Regions from separate parts of the Mus musculus genome. Here region 1 is linked to region 2. The links are chromatin contacts, called in public HiChIP or PLAC-seq maps. All regions are on one chromosome and are shown on one strand. The core of a region is the stretch at or near the end of the contact, and the rest is flanking DNA. Distances in the headings are between cores, read along the strand shown. Region 1 holds the start of Dennd2d (DENN/MADD domain containing 2D). Region 2 has its middle 36 kb from the start of 2010016I18Rik.

Region 1 (6,481 bases), core at 157-2,656, 36 kb after region 2:
CCATTTGCTCGCCACCCATCCCACTCCACCCACTACCTCTTCCTACCGGGAGATGTTTACTGTGTAATACACCAGAAGGCCTGAGCCTGGATTTGGAACTTTTTATGACGTTCACTTTGTACAGATCCTGTTCATTTTCAATTGCCTCCGAGTGACTTAATGCCTCGGTTTTCCTTTCTGTACTAGGCATGCTCTTGCTCCGTAAGGCAACCAGTAAAGATTATGCAACATGTCTATACAGGCTACAAGTAAGACACAAGTACTTTCTGTGGTGTCTTGCTTCCCCGTTCTCAAGATCCCAACTCTCATCATCTGTACTATGATTGCTGCTTCCGCCACAAGTCAATGTTGGGTTTCTGAGTCCTGCATTTTACCAGTGCCACAGTTTCAGTGCTCTTAGGAGTAGGGTGACAGCCTTCCTTCTTACCATAGCAACACACTCCCTCCCAGAGGGCTGCTAATTCTTTGCAGGAGTGGCAGACACAGGCACCAGATCCTTTTACTTCTTCCCTCCCCATTAAGTTACTTCTGGGCAAAGTCTCCTTCCTCTTATCCTGTACATTTCCTTATTCAGGACTTTCTGTTTAATAACCCAGGGTATCAGCGACTACTTTTCTCCTCTTCCTCAATCTCTAGACATAGTACTGGGCCTGCTGTTTAGCTTGTCCTGGCCCAACCAGAGGAAAGGCTGAGCAGGGGTAGGGGAGGGGTGAAGATGCTCTGTACCCCTACAGCTGCTGATGCAACTAGGCTCCTACTCTAAGCTGGGGACGATTTCCCGAGTCATTGCTTCCTTTTAGTAAAGATGGTGAGAGAAAGGATTCTTCCGGAACCCTGGAATAGTGAGAGAGATTTATGCCTTAGATCAGGAAAGATTGCCAGGGAGGAGTGGGTGAAGTAATCACCTTCACAGCTATTCTGTATATCTGGGCCTCTCAGAGGTGGGCCTCTCCTGTTACAAGTTATTAGTACATTTAGAGAATGAGTGGGCAAGTCTACTTATCTGAATCAGGGCAATCTGGCATCTTGGCTGCAAGAAGTGTTCAGTCCTGGGTTCCTGAAGATCCTTGATGTTTTAGATTCGCCAGTTGGCCTGGTGGGACTTTGCAGCTCCCGACGATTGCTTGAAAAGGTGATCGTGAGCAGTGGAGGATGAGGGATGTAAAATACCTGTGCTGTGCCCCACGAGGCACTGGAGTCCATAGTCTGATCTTCACAGGCATCCCTCGCTGCCTGGGTTTGTAAATAAACTCACCACATGGTCTGCAAGCACTGGAATTGAAAGCCCTTGGCCCAGAAGCAGCTGTGCCTTGAGATGTTTGCTCATGACCTTTTCTGTTACCACACCCTGGGGCTCTTGGGAGGAGCCAAGAGCTGAGTTGTAGTGCCAGGATGCTGCTTCTGTCAGTGCCCACACTAAGCTGCCTCGTGGGTCCTTTCACATCCTTCTTGCTCAATTACGGAGTACACAGGATGGAAACTGCTCTCTGCCTTTGGGAGACAGCGTGTGGCTCAGCTCAATAAAGTTGTGATTGGAGACCAAGGCAGAAGGCACTTTCTCAGGCTTTCTGTGGCCAGCCTGAAGGAGAAAGAACATCCATGCCCCCAAAGCTCAGAATGATGGAAGGACAAGGGGTAGGCCGAACCCTCAGGCTGCTCCGAAATCGCTTGCCACGACTTCGAGCAGGTCAGAACTGGATTGCCTACTTCCTTTTTCGGATGATCTTTTTATGGGCTGATTCCTGCTGTAGTGATCCTCTTTTTCCTTTATATGCTCAAACCCACATGGCCCCCATGTGGTCAAGCCAGGAGGATTGCCTTATCAGTTTGCAGAGCTAGTCCCGTCTGTTGCAGAGGTCTTGCTATAATTACCAAAAAATGCCCTATGGGTCTACTCTGATTATTTAGTGCAAATTTACTCAGGGCTCACAAAATACCCAGAACTGTTGCATCAGGCAGACTATACAGTGTCAGGCATCAGGCCTCCAAGAACCTCCACAGCATGGCATGGCTCCTCGGTTCTACATCAGTGTTTTCTTTTCTTCCTGTGTCACTCCACAGTTTCAAGTTTCCCAGGGCAGGTATGGAAATTGCCCCCTTGGCTCTGATCCTGCCTGGTGGTGCCTGGTCAGGCTTGGCACTGTAGCCTTGAGGCATGGTTGTTGCCCAGATTCTCGCTCGCACTACAGAATGGAGGAGTGGAAAGAATACTCAAGAGACCCTTGCATCTCCATTTTAGGACAATCCCAGAACAATCCTGGGGAAGCTGTCACAGAGCCAGAAAGGATCCAGGAGCATTCTCCATCTAGCTTTGCTGGAGGCCAGCACTTCTTTGAATACCTTCTTGTTGTTTCTTTAAAGAAAAAGCGTTTAGGGGATGACTATGAGCCCACGATCACTTACCAGTTTCCCAAGGTAAGGATGGAGGGAGAAGTGGGGCCTGAGGATGGAGGTGGGAGGACGAAGGTGTGTTTAAAAGGTAATAGAGGAGTTCTATGTCTTACCACGCTGCCTGGGCTCTAGCCCTGAGCTCACTGCTCTAGTTTCCTTTGTAGCCCAGCCCTAGTTTTCTGTAATCACCCAGAGAATCTAGGTCTGACTGCTTTGTGAAGGACTGACTGAAACTCTGGAGCAGGGAAACAATGCTCTTGCCCCTGTGGGAAACCTTCAGTTCTTCCAAATTCCACCTCAGTCACCTTTTCCTACAGGAAAACTCAGCTTCTGCTGGAACTACTAAGAAGGGATGGCCTTCCTGGTTGTGTGGTAGAGAATCAAGCAGGCCCCCGACTCAAGCACAGCCTAAGATCAGTCTCCCAAAGTATTAGATCTCTTCTTGCCTGATCATGCACTGGGTGAGGCGTAATGTCCCCTTCTTACCAGCCTCTCTTGTTAGAAGGTTTAGCAACTGGAAGGGTTGCTTCTTTTCTATGATGTGGTTTCTCTCTGATGCCACCCTCTCAGGAGGTTGGTCCAGCTGACCTTTCTAATCTTCTTTTTGAATATGTAAATCCTCAGGATACTGAATTCCAACCCAAGGTTACATTGATGTGGCCCAGAACAAATTGCTTTCTCTTTGAGGTTCTTCCAGCTAGACTTAGAGTTCAGACTGTATGGTACCAACCAAAGGCACCTTTGTACCCCATGTTGGTCAGAAAGAAGGCTGACAGGCTTCTGACCTCTGCTTCTTTGCCTAAATTCCACTGTCTTTTCCTGACAGAGGGAGAACCTGCTCCGAGGTCAGCAGGAGGAGGAGGACCGGTTGCTCAGTGCCATCCCTTTGTTCTGCTTCCCTGATGGAAATGAGTGGGCACCACTCACAGAGTATCCCAGGTAACCACTCAGCCTGCAGGAAAGGGTATCAGATTTGGATAGAAGGGCAAATGCGTGGCTCTTGTCCCCTCACCTGGTATGAATGCTGAGTTTTTGCCAGGGAAATATTTTGCTTGGGATCCTTTAGACAAATGATTGAAGCTGTGACTTGACTTTCTCTCTGAAGACTTTAAAGAGTCTCTTACCTCTTCCTAGAAGAAGAAATTGCCTTTTAAAAATGTTTTTATTTATTTATCTTTTTCTACTCTGGACTGGAGAGAAAGACTTTGGCCTCTACAATAAGGAAATGGTTCTTGCTTGCATCATGAACACTGGAAGCAGACCAGGACTTCAATTTTTAGATAAGAAGTAACCTCAGAGCCTTACTTACCTGGTCCTTAAAGTGGTGATAATAATTGAACCTTCTTCAGAAATGTTTAGTTGAGTCTCGAATGAGGCGATGCATTAGAGCTTGACACCATCAAGTGCTTAGTAAGTGACTGCTGTGATTATCCCCATGATTAATCAGCAGCTCCCCTTTGTCTTCCTCTCCCCTCCTCTGAAGCTGACTTCACTCTTGTTTTAGGATCCAGTGAGCAAATGAACACCATTGGTCTGCTCTCTCTTAGGGAGACCTTCTCATTTGTCCTGACCAATGTGGATGGGAGCAGGAAGATCGGATACTGCAGGCGCCTCCTGGTTGGTGCAATTCAGAACCGCCCCTTCCTCTCCAAGGCTGGGCTTGCCAAAGACACGGCTACAAAAGCTTAGGCTTGGTGGGAATGGTGCATGTAGGGAGAATACACATCAGCATGTGCCGCCATGTTAGTGTCCCTTCAGGAATCCCACAAGAACAAGGACGTGCTGCCCCTCTCCTCTGCTACCACAAGGCTCTGGCCTGTGTCCTCCCAGCTTAACAATTCTACACACAGGAAGAGGTTCCAGTTGGACCCTCTTACTGTAGTCTTCTGCACCCAGGCCTGCTTGTCTTGTTCCATGGAGCCTCCCAGACACTCTGAGATTTGAATGATAAGGTTTAATTCTTGGCTTTCAGGACAAGGACTCTCTAGACACCTTTATAGCCCTTTCCTCTTTAGACATTTCCTCATGGCTAAGACAAACTTGGTTTTGTTCTCACTGAACTTAAGCTCATGTTGGCCATGAGTCAGTGTTTACCGTTGGGTTACTAGCCCCAGAAGGCTGCCACTATCACCTTTTTCCTGCTTCTCCTCCCCCCTCTTCTCTCTCTTCCTCCTCATCTCAGCACATACCCATTGTATAAACAAATAGGCTTCATAGTTGGGTTTTTTTATGTGTGATCATGTATTTTATGTGTGACCATGCCCACCACACCAGTTCCTTTTCTCTTCCCAAACATTCATCTCTCTAATTTCATGTTTTTAATCCTTTTCCTTTATTATTTTAAAAGTGTATGAGTGTTTGACTGCATGTATGCAAGTGCACTGTGTGCATGCCTGTTGCCCATGGAGGACAGAATAGGGAGCTAGATTCTCTGGAACTGAGTTAGTTACAAATGGTGGCAAGCTGCAGTGTAGGTGCTGAGACCCAAGCCTGGGTCTTCTGCAAATGCAGCAAATGGTCTTAACCATTGAGTCATCTCTCTAACCCTCCTGTACCCCCCCCCTTTTTTTTTAGACAGGGTTTCTCTGTATAGCCCTGGCTGTCCTGGAACTCACTTTGTAGACCAGGCTGGCCTCGAATTCAGAAATCCGCCTGCCTCTGCCTCCCGAGTGCTGGAATTAAAGGCGTGTGCCACCTTATTTTATTTTTAATTATGTCTGTGTGTGTGTGTGTGTGTGTGTGTGTGTGTGTGTGTGTGGTATATGTGTAAATGTGTGTGCATACCTTATGAGGTCAAAGGAGGGACATCCCCTTCGCTGGAATAAAAGACTTCAGTGAGCCATCCATGTGGGTGCTGGGAGCTGAATTTGGATCCTATGGGAGAGCAATATGTGCCCATCACCACTGGGGCACATCTCCAGCCTCTCATGTCTTTTGTTTATGTCTTCTTTTCTAAAATCCAAATCCTGCATATGAGATAGAAAATACATTCTGTGCCTAGTTTCTTTTGCCAACTGTATCCATTTGTCATAATTTCATTCCTCTTATTAGCTGAATAATACTCCATTTTGTTTATATTACACACCATCCTTTTCTTTTCAATTGTTAAAAGACATTTGGACTGGTTGCACAATATGGCAGTTGTAAACTAACCATCATCTTTTGACTTTGGTGGCTGTTTTAATCCTTCTGCTGTTCGTTTCATGAACTAATCCCATTTGTAGCACTCTACCTTTTGTCCCATTAGTCTCAAGTGGGAGAAACCCTTGTGGAGGGTGCAGCCCTAAAGGAAATTCTTGTCCCTCCCCAGCCTGCCGGTCCTGGTCCTCAACTTCCCAAAGTGTACTGCATCATCAGCTGCATCGGCTGCTTCGGCTTGTTCTCCAAGGTAGGGCTAGGACAAAATTCCTTGGAGCCTGTTAGGCAGGCCTGTTCAGCTCTCTTGCTTGCCTGGCAGCTTGCCTTGCAACTTGAGCTCTTGGTAGAGTGCCTTCCCGATAGCCCAGCCAGCATCAAGTATATTGGGTAAAATGGAGACAGGAGGGACCTGGGCTCAACCCTATTTCAAGGAAATCTAGAAGGCTGTTTCTCCTGAAGAAAGAGCTATTGTCCATCCTTCCTCTTATCTTCCTGATTGCTATGAGGCTCAGATGAGGTATAACATGTGGAAATTTTTCACACAAGAGAATGAAACCCACAAGTCTGAAGGCAAATAATAGACAGTACCCTAACTCGGATGAGGTTAGAGGAGAAACTGATGATTAGTATTGCTGGGGCTATGATCAAGGTAGTCTCCCAAAATGAACTTGACCTATCTTGGTGACCAGAAGAATGCTGGGTGTGGAGAGGAACTCCAGTGGCTTCGGCTTGGGTGGATCTTACTTCTGTGAATTACACTGAGGGCTGATGGTAGCCTCACCCTGATGACAGTCCAGAGGAAATGGGACAGTGATACCCAAAAAGTTAGGCCAACATGGGAAATGACTTGCTAGGCTTAGTAGTTTCATGTCGGTGTTAGGAGAGAAAGGAATATGAGAGAAAAATCAAAAGAAGTCTTTGAAAAGTAGGTTTTGTCCAGGAGATGAAAGCC
Region 2 (6,645 bases), core at 1,774-4,273:
AGATGAAAGGATGGACCACCCAGAGACTGCCCCACCCGGGGATCCATCGCAGAATCAGCCACCAAAAGCAGGCACTATTGCATATTCCATCAAGATTTTGCTGAAAGGACTCTGATATAGCTGTCTCTTGTGAGGCTATGACAGTGCCTGGCAAACACAAAAGTGGATGCTCACAGTCAACTGTTGGATGGAACACTGGGCCCCCAATGGGGGATCTAGAGAGACTACCCAAGGAGCTGAAGGGGTCTGCAACTCCATAGGTGGAACAACAATATGAACTAACCAGTACCCCCAGAGCTCATGTCCCTAGCTGCATATGTAGCAGAAGATGGTCTAGTCGGCCATCATTGAGTAGAGAGACCCCTTGGTCTTGCAAACTTTATTTGCCCCAGTACAGGGGAAAACAAGTGCCAGCAATTAGGAGTGGGTGCCTAGGGAAGCAGGGGGGGGGGATAATAGGGGACTTTCCGGATAGCATTTGAAATGCAAATAAAGAAAATACCTAATAAAAATTGGGAAAAAAAAGAAAAAATAGCCTATCTTTTTAAAGTCCAAAGTATTTAAATGTTGAAGTCTCCCTGTGACATCAAAAATAAATTAAACACTTCCTTATTTCAAGAGGGATGAATCAGGCATAGTCACACTCAAATCGTAGCAAAATCATACTTCAAAAGTGTAAATAACTCAAGGTCCAATGTCTGGGATTCAGTCATGATTGTCTCGGCTCCTCCAATGGGCTTGGGTCAACTCTCTAGTTCTGTTCTCTCCAACACACATAGATTGTCTTCTAGACTCCAATTGGCTCCATTCCATAACTGTTGCCCTTCTCTGTGATCATTCCATGGTACTGTCATCTCCAAATTGCTGGAAAATTCTGATACCACTAAAATACACCTTCATCAATAGCCTCTCAATGGCTCATTTCATGGTTCCAAGCCTCAATTTCTCTGCATGACCACTTCCATCCTGGGACTTCAACTGCAGCTGGGGCTGCAACTTCAACAAACTACCCCAGAATACGAAATGTCACTGTCACTGTCACTTCAAAACTTCTCCCATATGGCTCCTACTCTATCCAACATTGCCTGTCTGGCTGCTAGTTCCTAGATTAGATGTATTTTATTTTTAATTTCATATAGTTGTATCAAATACAGAGGATGCCTGAAATGGACTAGGAAGGGGCACTGCCATTTCCTGTGATCTCTAAATAATAGATCCAGGCTAGGGCTGTTCTATTTAGATACTGATCCTTAGATCGCAATATTTAAATGAGACCTGTGAGTCTGACAACAAGGTTTGGCCATCACACTCATCCCATGTTGAGAGGCATCAATACTTATGAAATATTTTTGTCTCAGACAAAATTATGAAATATAACATTTTATAATTGGGTACTGATAGCTTCATTATTCTACTATTTACCCAAACTAAAATGTATTATGATACCAGGATATATAACACCTGTTAGCAACTAATTTTGTTAGAATAGTTGACAGAAACTCCAAGAACTGTCCTACCCAAAATCTTTTATAATGAACCCACTGGAGCCTGGAGTTTCCCCAGATTCCCATCAATATCAAGTAGAGTCTTGTGGGAAGAGTTGTTTCAAGGTACCTTCTATCAGTGTGTGCACATTTAATCTCTATAAATTCTCATTGACTAAGAAATGTTAAAATGTTCACAACAAAAAAAAATTTTAGAAATCACTTTTAAGAGAAAAAAGACCTGACCAGAGATCTAAGACCCCCTTATCTGCATTTTGAAACAGAACCTAAAGTTAAAAACCCCTATAACTTTGCTTGAACTTGGCATTCTTTGTCAGTCTGAACTGAGATCTTCTTGTCTTTTGGTGGGTATTTCCAACGATGCTGAAAAAGATCATTCTAGTATATCACATGTATCACTGTGGATGGACACATATAAACACACACTTGCTAGCATGTTTTTGAGGGCATTTGTCTTGGTATTTTAACTAGGTGACCAGATCCAATCTCAGGAAACTAAAGTCATCAGTGATCTCTCTACCATTTTCTGACAGGATGCTTTGCTATGTTGGTACATGAAGACTAGAGTAACAGCACCATCTTGTGGTCAGTGATGGGCAGTTCAATGCCATGTACTGTCCTAAGATTATTTCCCAACTTCTTTCTTAGCAGGGGTTAAGTTAATAGGACACATACCCCTACAGGAGCACTTGAGAGCCTTGTTAAAGTAAACTCCAGAGTAAGTATTAAAATGGCCTCTTCCCAGTGCAAGGACTATAAATTTAAAGACAGGCATTTGAAGACAGGTGAGACCTTCAAGACTTTACTAAACCTAGAGAACATGAAAGATGTAGTCATAGTGAAGAACCAGGAAGAAAAAATAACCTGAACTTCAGGGCATCCCCTACCCTCATACTCACCTTGTCTGTGAACTCTTTCTGCATAAAAAGTTACTGACAAATCTAAACTAAAATCTCTTGTACAGTGTGTACATACCTAGATGGTTACAAGGTTGTGTAATGGTAGATTTTAATCTCTTCCCTTCCACTAAGTGGAAAGTGAAACCAAGACTATTTGTTGGTCCTTCATCCTCAATCCAGTGTCTTTTGGGCATGGGCTTCAAACAAAACACCAGAGTCTGACATGCAGAGTGGGGCAAACCTATAGATCTTGAGCCTAGGAGCAAAGACAGGAAGATGAAAAGCTCTAGGCTTGTCTATTCTACCCAAGCAACAGCTTACCTATAAAAAGATTAAAGAGAAGAAAGAAAAGAAAGACCTCAGGAGGTCATTAAGTGTGTAAGTACAAGAACAAATAAATGATCATCTGTGCCCTTTTTATTGGCCTCAATACACACAACAGATCAGCTGCTGGCCATGAACTAACGAACTAATGGAAGAATGGGTGATTTACTGGAAGCCCGGGTACAGTGGTTGGTTTTGAACTGAAGGATGTTCATGAACATTTGCCTGTGTTGAGTCACCCATATGGAGAACTTTGTTTAAACACAGGATGTGGGCTGAGATCGTCTTCCTGTCTATGTTTTGGGGTGGAGGATTGGCACTGAATGTGTCTTTGATCTCCTCCTAATGTTTGATGAGGGAGGGGCTTGAGATCTTCAAAACTGAGAGTTGAGGGAGAAAGTGAGAGAGGAGGATGTAAGCACCAGTCAGTCATGGGGCAAAACCTCTGGGGACTCATGCTATAGAAGACAGGATGGACACTGACAGGATCTGAGGTGATCGTTCCTCATTCTCTACGGTGCTGTCCAAACTTAGTTACAACACAGAGTGTATCAAGTTCTTGTGAATTGGGCATAATAAGAGTAACTCCATATTGATTTCCAAAGTGATTGTACAAGTTTTCACTCTTACTAGCAATGGAGGAGTTGTCCCCTTGCTCCACATCCTCACCATCATGAGCTGCCACTTGAGTTTTTGGCCTTAGTCATTCTGATAGGTATAAGATGGAATTTCAGAGTCACTTTGATTTACATTTCCCTGATGGCTAAGGATGTTATATATTTCTTTAAATGCTTCTTTCCCATTAGAGATTCTTCTGTTGCTAATTTTCTATTTGGCTCTGTACCCCATTTTAATTGGATTTCCTGGGTTTTGATGTCTAGTTTCTTGAGGTTTTCTTAATAAATATTTTGGAAATTAGCCCTCTGTCAGATGTAGGATTGGTGAAGATATTTTTCCCAGTCTATAGGCTGCCATTCATCCTTACTGATGGCATCTTTTGCCTTACAGAAACTTTTCAGTTTCAAGAGATCACATTTATTAATTGCCAATCTTAGTCTTCTGTTCAGAAATTGTCTCCTGTGCCAATGCATTTAAGGTTAGTCCCCAATTACTCTTTACTCAGATTCAGTGTATCTGGTTTTATGTTGAAGTCTTTGAGCCACTTGGACTTAAGTTTTCTGTAGGGTTAAAGATATTGATCTATTTACATTCTTCTACATACCAACATCCAGTTCGACCAGCAGCATTTATTTCTTTATTCCATTGTATTATTTTGACTTCTTTGTTATAAATCAGTTGTCCATGGGTGTGTGAAGTCCATCTGGGAATTCAATTCAATCCCATTGATCAATCTGTGTTTTTATGCCAAAACCATGTGCTTTTTTATTACTATAGGTCTGTAGTAGAGCTTCTTCACAGCAGCTTTCTGTGTAAGAGCTGGAAATAGGAAAGCACCCTCAACTAAAGAATGGATTTTAAAAAGTGTGGTACATTCACACAATGGGATATTACTCAGCTGTTAAAAACAATGATGTAGTGAAATTTGCAGGCAAATGTATGGAACTAGAAAAAAATTCATCCTGACTCAGAACAACAAACATGGTATGTACTCACTTATAAGTTGATATTAGCTGTAAAGGATAACCATGTTATAATTTACAGACTGGGAGGTTCTAAGTGACAAGAGGGTTCAAGGGGAGATGCATGAACTCCTTTGGAAGGGAAAATAAAATAGACATTGAGGGTGGAAGCAGGGACAGAAATTGGAAAGATAAAGTGGGGAGAACATGGAAGAAGAGAGTCCTGGGAGAGATAACTGGGATTGGGGGAATCTTGGGGACAAGCTAGGAACCTTAAAGCAATGGAAACTCCCAGAATGTACAAGTGTGATTCTAGTTAAGACTCCTAGCCATGGGGGATACTGAGCCTAAACTGGTCATCTCTAGTAACCAGGCAATACTCTCAGCAGAGGGACCGAGATACCAACCCAGTCAGAAAACTTTTGACATACAATTTGTCCTGACTACAAGTTTTACTTGGATAAATATTGCACAGAAATTGTGGCAGTGACCAAAGACTGGTCCAACTTGAGATCCATGCCAGAAAAGGGATTCTCACCCCCTGACACTGTATGGATTCCAGGATCCAGGCACCTAGGATAGAAACAAACATGATTGGGAGAAAAAGTCAACAAAATGATATTCTGCTACACTCATAGATTGGTACCTAGTCCAACTGTCATTAGAGAGGATTCATTCAGAAACTGGTGAAAACAGACCCACAACCAAACATTTGACAAAGCTTGAGAATCCTGCAAAGGAAGAGGAAGAAGGATTGTAAGAGCCAGGGGAGTCAAGAACGCCACAAGAAACCCCATAGAATCAACTAATCTGAGCTCATAGAGACTCACAGAGACTGAACTGACAATCATAGAGTCTGCGTGGGACTGACCTTGGCCCTCTGCATATATGTTACAACTGTGTAGCTCGGTATTCTTGTGGACTCTTAACAGAAGGAGCAGGGGATGTCTCTGACTGTTTTGCTGGCTTTTGGGACCCTTTTCCTCATTCTGGGTTGCCTCATCCAGCCTTGATATGAGGGGAAATTGCTAGTATTATTGCAGGTTGGTATGCCATGTATGGTTGATATCCATGGAAGGCCTGCCCTTTTCTGAAGAGAAACAAAGGAGAAGTAAATGGGGAGAGTGAGACAGAAGGGAGGTGGGATTGGAAACTGGGAGGAGAGGAGAGGAGAAGAGAGGAGAGGAGAGGAGAGGAGAGGAGAGGAGAGGAGAGGAGAGGAGAGGAGAGGAGAGGAGAGGAGAGGAGAGGAGAGGAGAAAGGGGAAACCAGTCACAATGTGGTAGTAGTAGTAGTAGTAGTAGTAGTAGTAGTAGTAGTAGTAGTAATGAAAAATTAAAATGTTTTTCCCCATGGGGCAACTTGGAAGTATTAAATGTGACAATGCGTGAAAAATACTTGATATATTACTGAGCTCAAACCACACACAGAATAAGTATATATTGTTTTCAATTTATTTTTTGAATATTCTTTCTTATTTTCTATCACACTGAAAAGGCAGGAAAGCCAAGTAGAATGGGTCACTCCTATAATTCCAGGACTCTTTGGAGGTTGAGGCAGAAGGACGAGAAGTTCAAGGTCAGTAACACTTAGGGTTACATAATAAGTTCAACACCAATCTGGGATATATGAGATCTTGTCTCAGATTTTAAGAGGAAAAGACAAAGTGGGGGAACATGTTTTTCAAGGAGTTAAAACCTCTGTTATCAATGCTTCACATCTAAAGTGTTACAGTCCTTTCCTTTAACCTAGATTCAGGTATACTGGACTGCTCTATAGCTATCACAGCCCAGGCAGCAGTCGTGCCCTGTGACACAGGCTGTGTTCTGCGGAAGCACATAGAGTGACAGTGTGGGGCACCAGCGGTTTATCAGAAGCTGACACTTGTAAAGGAAACACAGAAACAGTTAAGAATACAGCCTTGAGGAGGTTCAGCTTGCTAGATGCAAGTGCTATTAATTTTTCTCCGAAGCATGATCTTCTTTCCCAACTTAAGATTGTGGAACCAACTCTACCAGAGAACTGCTAAACCTGATAAACAACATCAGCAAAGTGGCTGGATATAAAATTAACTCAAACAAATCAGTGGACTTTCTCTACTCAAAGGATTAGCAGGCTAAGAAAGAAATTAGGAAAACAACACCCTTCACAATAGTCACAAATAATATAAAATACCTTAGTGTAATTCGAACTAAGCAAGTGAAAGATCTGTATGACAAGAATTTCAAGTCTCTGAAGAAAGAAATCAAAGAAGATCTCAAAAGATGGAAAGATCTTCCATGGATTGACAGGATTAATATAGTAAAAATGGCTATCTTGCTGAAAGCAGTATACAGA

What was found. HiChIP or PLAC-seq counts read pairs in DNA pulled down with a chosen protein or histone mark.
Region 1: a CTCF HiChIP or PLAC-seq map of CD8 T cells shows a contact between it and region 2, with 43 read pairs. The contact joins the promoter of Dennd2d here to the enhancer-like site in region 2. A contact is called at or near these places in 1 of 39 promoter capture datasets (macrophages), 1 of 15 datasets of contacts at CTCF or cohesin (CD8 T cells), 13 of 484 Hi-C or Micro-C datasets (CD4 T cells, CD4 single positive thymocytes, CD8 T cells and 6 more), 11 of 115 datasets of contacts at active chromatin or transcription factors (CD4 T cells, CD8 T cells, the SCID.adh cell line and 6 more) and 2 of 9 other capture datasets (adipose tissue and liver).

The regions. Positions count from the first base shown.
Region 1 is chr3:106,484,634-106,491,114 of GRCm38.p6, forward strand. It overlaps Dennd2d (DENN/MADD domain containing 2D), which reads left to right and starts at 1,407. Exons shown (of 12, transcript NM_028110.2): 1 at 1,407-1,687; 2 at 2,240-2,415; 3 at 3,218-3,330; 4 at 3,939-4,008; 5 at 5,702-5,779. The coding sequence starts at 1,600. It overlaps 2010016I18Rik (RIKEN cDNA 2010016I18 gene), which reads right to left and starts at 1,280. Exons shown (of 2, transcript NR_033207.1): 1 at 1,171-1,280.
Region 2 is chr3:106,446,673-106,453,317 of GRCm38.p6, forward strand. No RefSeq gene overlaps it. Among named protein-coding and RNA genes, the nearest start is that of 2010016I18Rik, 36 kb to the right of the region's middle. Within about 2 kb of position 3,024, at least 70 of the 459 cell types and tissues checked have an H3K27ac peak or open chromatin away from gene starts, as enhancers often do. A contact at or near this core is called in CD4 single positive thymocytes, CD8 T cells, the SCID.adh cell line and 8 more, where this site is marked.